Regions from separate parts of the Hordeum vulgare genome. Here region 1 is linked to region 2. The links are chromatin contacts, called in public Hi-C maps. All regions are on one chromosome and are shown on one strand. The core of a region is the stretch at or near the end of the contact, and the rest is flanking DNA. Distances in the headings are between cores, read along the strand shown. Region 1 holds the start of LOC123412764 (RPM1-interacting protein 4-like). Region 2 holds the start of LOC123407644 (UDP-glucuronate 4-epimerase 6-like).

What was found. A called contact is a pair of places that touch in the nucleus more often than the background predicts.
Region 1: a Hi-C map of leaf shows a contact between it and region 2, with 4 times the contacts expected there. The contact joins the promoter of LOC123412764 here to the promoter of LOC123407644 in region 2. A contact is called at or near these places in 3 of 6 Hi-C or Micro-C datasets (leaf and seedling) and 1 of 1 datasets of contacts at active chromatin or transcription factors (embryo).

The regions. Positions count from the first base shown.
Region 1 is chr7H:197,755,094-197,758,233 of MorexV3_pseudomolecules_assembly, reverse strand. LOC123412764 (RPM1-interacting protein 4-like) reads left to right here and starts at 1,870. Exons shown (of 4, transcript XM_045105700.1): 1 at 1,870-2,103. The coding sequence starts at 2,098.
Region 2 is chr7H:197,151,635-197,154,594 of MorexV3_pseudomolecules_assembly, reverse strand. It overlaps LOC123407644 (UDP-glucuronate 4-epimerase 6-like), which reads left to right and starts at 1,642. Exons shown (of 1, transcript XM_045100826.1): 1 at 1,642-2,960. The coding sequence starts at 1,939.

The sequences.
Region 1 (3,140 bases), core at 621-3,120, 600 kb before region 2:
TGTTTTTCTACTTTAAATAATTTAGAACTTCAAACAACTTTTCTCAATTTTAAGAAACTGCAAATTTCGAAATAAAATATAAAAAACATTTTTTTTGAGAATTCAAAAACTACTCAGGAGTTTTAAAAAATGTTTGCATATAAAAAAATGTTTAAACTTTGAGAAAATGTCCATAAAATAAAAAAAGTCAACGATTTTAAACAAAAGTCCGTGTAAAAATCTTAAAAACATTTCGTGCCTCTGTTTTTAGTCTCATTTTTTATTTTCATTTTTCTGTTCCAATTTTTAGTTTAAATAATTTAGAACTTTGAAAAACTTTTGCAATTTATAAAACTGGGAATTTTGAAATAAAAGTTTGAAGAAAATATAAAATGTTTGTGAATTGAAAAAATGCTCAGGATTTTTGTAAAAATATTCGCATATTCAAAAAAATGTTCATAATTTTGAGAACAATATTGGTGAAAACAATAAAAGTCCATGATTTTGAAAAAAAAATTGTGTGTTACTTTTTGAGTGCAATTGAAAAAAATGTTTCTAATTCAAAAAATGTTCATGCATTTTAAGAAATGTCCTAAAATTTTAAAGACATAATATGATCAGCACCATTGGATATTATTATTGTTTTTCTCCCGTTGCAACGCAAGGGTCTTTTGCTATGAAGGCTTAAGTTCAATTCCCAGCAGGTTCTCCTTTTTGAAATTTTTAACTCGCGTTTTAGGAAACAAACCGGGTGGCCCAGTAGCAAAAAGAAGACATTGCTCCGGGTGGTCGGCCCAGTAACAAACCGTCGACAATCCTTATTTTGGAAGGTCCCTCAGGTTTAAAATAGACCACGATTAAAGAGTTCAGTATGTTAATTTCAGAGATTTAAACTTTCTTTTACAAGTTTAAGGTTTAATAAACTTTTTCCCGCAGAGTTCGCGTCGCCGGCCGCGCACACCGCCGTGCGCCGTCGCAATGCCGCCTGAGACGCGGGCGTGACCACGACGCCGGGATTGAAATCAAATGGCTGGATCGGGGGGGGGATGGGAATGGGATGGTTGTGGACTTGGGCGACCGGTGGTAACGGTGATGGCAAGGCGAGCCGCGGGAGGCGGGAGGAGAGCGGTCAAAGATGGCAAGCGGTAGCCAAGGATTATCATTAGATCGACCGGGCCCGGCCAGGCCAGATGTGCACTTTTTTGTGCACGCATGTTGGCGAGTAGGAGGAGCCCGTCAACGGTCCCCGTTTTCCAAGGCTTTTCTCCGTTTACACCCCACGGTTTCCGTGTTTTCTAGTAGTCGACTCGGACTCGGTTGTTCATCGAGCAAGCAGTATTATGATCAATTTTGTTTGGGTCCTCTCCCTCGGTGGAACGCCGGAGCTTCTGCGCACGTTCAAGTTCAACACGAGATTTTTGCTCCACCGTGATTCGTCCACGTACGCAGTTGATTGTGTGAAAGCATATCCCGTCCATCAATTACCTTGAACATTACATATATAAGTAGTACTCCGTACTATATACACACTGTCCTTCGCCCTCTCCGCGCCGTGTTGATCCAGTCAGTGTCATGCTTAGCAAATAGATACACGTGTGTAGGTGTGACGGGAGCGGCTGCGCTATAGAAAAATGCAGAGTCATGCTCAATACGAGTAGTATATTTACTCTATCTATAATAATCTATGGTATTCCCTCTATAAAAATAATATAAAAGCGGTCAGATAATTATTTTAGTGATCTAAGCACTTTTATGTTTAGGGAGTAGGAGTACGTAGCAACGTGCTTACTGCAAATAATTCGAGGGACGATTACGAAAAAAGCCGAGAGGAAGGACCAGCGAACGAAGCAACCAAACCATCCATCCCTGTCTCCTAGTTATAATCCCGCCTGCCGTCCTGAGCTGATCAACACGCTCAGAGCTAGCTACCATACAGGCCATCAGGAGCCAGGAGGAAGAAACAACCAGCGCATATATCCCCCTCTTCCCGGCCAGCTGAGCTACTTGAGCCACCGTTGGACCAACTCGCCTCAAGAAGACTGAGCACCGCCGCCGCCCGGATCTCTTGTTCATCGCCCTCTCCGCTCTTGGACTCGCTCGCCGCCGCCGCCGCCATCCATGGCTGTAAGTTCCTCTCCTCTTCCATGACTCCTCTCAACCTTAACTCCATGTCCTCTCATGGCAATCCCCGTTCATACGGTACGACCTGTCAATCGGAAGATACTTCTCAACATGTTTGATTCTGGTCCGCAAGAACATTGGTTTCTTGGTCTGATCTCGCCTTTCCAAGAGAGCTTCGTTTGTTTGCGTCCACCAGGTGTAGTTTCTCGTGGTTTGATGGTTCCAACGTGGATACCCCGAATCTGAATTGTCTCAAGGAAAAACAGCCAAATCGCTATGATACGGCACTTGCCTTGGCTGCTGCTTGTACCAGTAGAGAAATTTAGCTGCTATCATTCATGTGCTTAATCAGGCTAAAAGTTTTAATAAGACAGGATCATCCAGAACCAACCTATTATCTTTCTTTCTTTTGTACCATTTGAATTGCACTAGGTACTAGTAGTAGTCTAGTATAATTCAAGTTCTTTTCTCTTGTGTGGATGGATCGCAGAGCTAATTCATCGGCAGCAAAGGTCTTTCTTGGCAGTTGAGGCGTATCTTTCAATCGCACTGAATATCTGTGTCATCTCAATCTATACATATATTCTGGTGGAAATGCTAATCATCCCCACAAATTATGGAGATGCCGGCAGGTTAACTCTTAATTGTATACTATATGAAGATATCCATATTAACTCTCCCCTATTAGTACATGAAGATTTAGTTGTACCACTAGTGCGTAATCAATCATTCAATTTGCCAATCTTGCCTTATTTTCTGTTTCGGTTCGGAATTGGAAGGTGTCGGCGAGGTAGACCCACTACCCTTGCGGTATGTCGCGTTTAGTCTAGCCTGATCTACAAGTGCAGATTTGTTGAACCCGGAGAAAGCCAAGTAGCGAGGTCACGGCATGTGATTAGCTTCTTGATCACATATCTACTAAACTTTCCATTGATTAGTCAATGACAGTGTTTAAAATGTGCCTGGAAGCCGTGGCGCGGGGTCTACTCTCTCTTTTCCAGCAAAAAAATAAATAAGAAATTCCCCCTCCCTCTTGGCTC
Region 2 (2,960 bases), core at 393-2,892:
GTAGGTTGTTCTCTATAAAAAATGAATGGTGGATGTGTCAAAATGTTCTGAGGGCTCTCTCCACGAAAAACATGGGGTGGGTGGTATTTATAGCCATCTCCACAAATCTAATCCTTACAAAATTATTGCCCAACTCGGTGATGCCGAAATAAAACTAGGTTCCAATGACTAGTGCAAAACGTCCTTACTTTTTGGGTTCTTGGTGAAACCGAAGGATAACAACTCGGTGAGACCGATTCGGTGGGCCTAGGAAATTCCAGTGACTCGATGTCACCAAAAAGCAAAACTCAGAAATCCAAATTTTGATAATTAGATTCCACCAAGACGGCAACTGTTTTTCGGCTGTACCGAACCTAACCTGGTGGTATCGAGGTGCTACAGTTTTTTTGGGTTCTATCCAAGGAAAACTCGGTGGGGTCGATATGGATATTGTTTGTTGCATCGATTTTGATAGTTTAGGATTTGGACAGAATTTTTTCATGAGAGATCACTATCAATACCTCATCCCCTTTTAATAGTATTGGCTTTCCTATGGGCTCAAATGTGATTTCTCACATAAAGTAAAATGTAGTCTTGAAGATCTTGCCAATAGGTGTTCCTTGCATCATGGGGATCCTTCTCATTAGTTTCATGAACTGTATGTGTTGTTAATTACCAAAACAACCTAGGAAGAAGTTGTGCTTTCAATTGCTCCTTGGGTTATTGCATTGTCTAGAGCAGGTGTAGGACCCACTATGAGACCCAGCTCTTGAGATATTGTGTGATCCAACATCATCAAGAGAGGTGTTGTCTTCTTTTTGAGTGTCCATAGACATTTGAGTGTCTACTTATGGGTTAACAACTGCATCATCATGCATACTTGTGTTGGGGGCTCCACCTCAACTTGAATTCTAAACAGTTTTCCACTCACACAAAAACTCTATCCTCGGGGATTTTGTGTAGTCTTTGTAGGCTATCTTAGACCCAGATCCCTATATTCTTTAAATTGCGTGCGCGCTGAGAATTGACATCTGGGATGTCTAAATGATAAAACCTCATCCAAGGGGCAACACTACCCAGATACCTTGCAGAGGCATGTGGTTTCTTCTTCACAGGACAACTTCAAACCTTATGATTGACCAGTTTGCAGATGAAGCAACTCTTAGTCTTGTCACACTTGTCCATATGATGGTGTGACTCTTCATAGTTAACGTATGCCAAATGTGCATATGCCATCGGTTCAGATGAACCAAAACTGATGTTCTTCTGCAATCGATCCTGTTTTTTCCTCTGATGGGTCTTGGACCGGCTCATGTTGTCTTTACGACGGCGGCGGCGACGACGGCGGGATTTCTGGAAACACAAATCCTAGACGAGTCCGGCCCTAGCGCGGCTTGATTTTTTACGGCATATCTTGTCTCGCGTTGACTATGAAGCACGAAATAGGTCGTCATGGAAATCAGGGGATTTTCACGTCTGCCCTGGCTGTGTTGGCCCAAAAGGAAATTTCCGTGAGCAGGGGCGCGGAGCCCCCTGGCGCGTCCAAGGCAGAGAGAGACACCGTGGGAGGAAACGCGGGAACTATACTATTTTTGTAATTGTAGCAGCAAAATTCTGTTCGTTGATTGGGCGGCCACTACCTGGCAAAGCAGATAAACCACCTCCCCTCTTCCCCCCGACACACCACAGCCCCACGGCAACGTCGGTGAACGATCCACCGGCGATCCTCCCGAGCTAAGCAGACCTACTTTTGGTTTTGGAAGTAAACGGAGTAGCAGCACACAAATCAAGCAAAGCCGCGTCCTGAACCCCACTGTCCCCTCCCCCTCGTTATAGCTCACTCTCACTCCAACCCTCACCACTCGCCAGCTCGACTCCACCCCACTCCACCCCGCCCGCGCGCACGGGGAGCTAGGCCGTACAGTACGCGAGCCCGTGAGCGAGCAGACTACGGACTAAATGCCGCACCCGTCGTCGTCATCGTCTTCCTCGGCCAATGTGGACGCGGCCGCCAAGGGCGTCAAGCTCGAGCGGTACGCCAGCGGCGGCGGCGCGCTGCTGATGCGGCGCGCGGGGAGCTCCAAGATCGTGGCGGCGTCCTCGCACCTCCTTTTCCGCGCCACCGTCCTCGCCACGCTCGCGCTCGTCTGCCTCTTCGCCGTGCACTACCCTACCCTCCTCTCCCGCTCCTTCCGGCTCTCCGCCGCCTCCTCCCCGCCGCGGCCGACGTCACGGCACCGGAACCTGCTCGGGTCTTCGTCGGCGTACGCGGGCGCGGCGTGGGAGCGTGAGGTGCGGCGGAGCGCCACGCCGCGGCGGGACGGAGGTATGTCGGTGCTGGTCACGGGCGCCGCGGGGTTCGTGGGCGCGCACTGCGCGCTGGCGCTCAGGGCGCGCGGCGACGGCGTGCTCGGCCTCGACAACTTCAACGCGTACTACGAACCGGCCCTGAAGCGCGCGCGGCAGCGGCTGCTCGCGTCGCGCGGGGTGGTGGTGCTCGGCGCCGACATCAACGACGCGGCCCTGCTCGAGCGGCTCTTCGCCGCCGTGCCCTTCACGCACGTGCTGCACCTCGCCGCGCAGGCCGGCGTGCGGTACGCGATGCGGGCGCCGCAGGCGTACGTGGCCTCCAACGTCGCTGGTCTCGTCAGCGTCTTCGAGGCCGCCGCCAGGCACGCCGACCCGCAGCCGGCGATCGTGTGGGCGTCGTCGTCATCGGTGTACGGGCTCAACACCGACGCGCCGTTTTCCGAGGACCACCGCACGGACCGGCCGGCGTCGCTGTACGCGGCCACCAAGAAGGCCGGGGAGGCCATTTCGCACGCGTACAACCACATCTACGGTCTCTCCATCACCGGCCTCCGGTTCTTCACGGTGTACGGTCCGTGGGGACGCCCCGACATGGCTTACTTCTCCTTCGCCCGCAGCATCGTCGCCGGCGAGCCTATCACGCTCTTCCGCGCCGCCGACGGCAGCGAAGT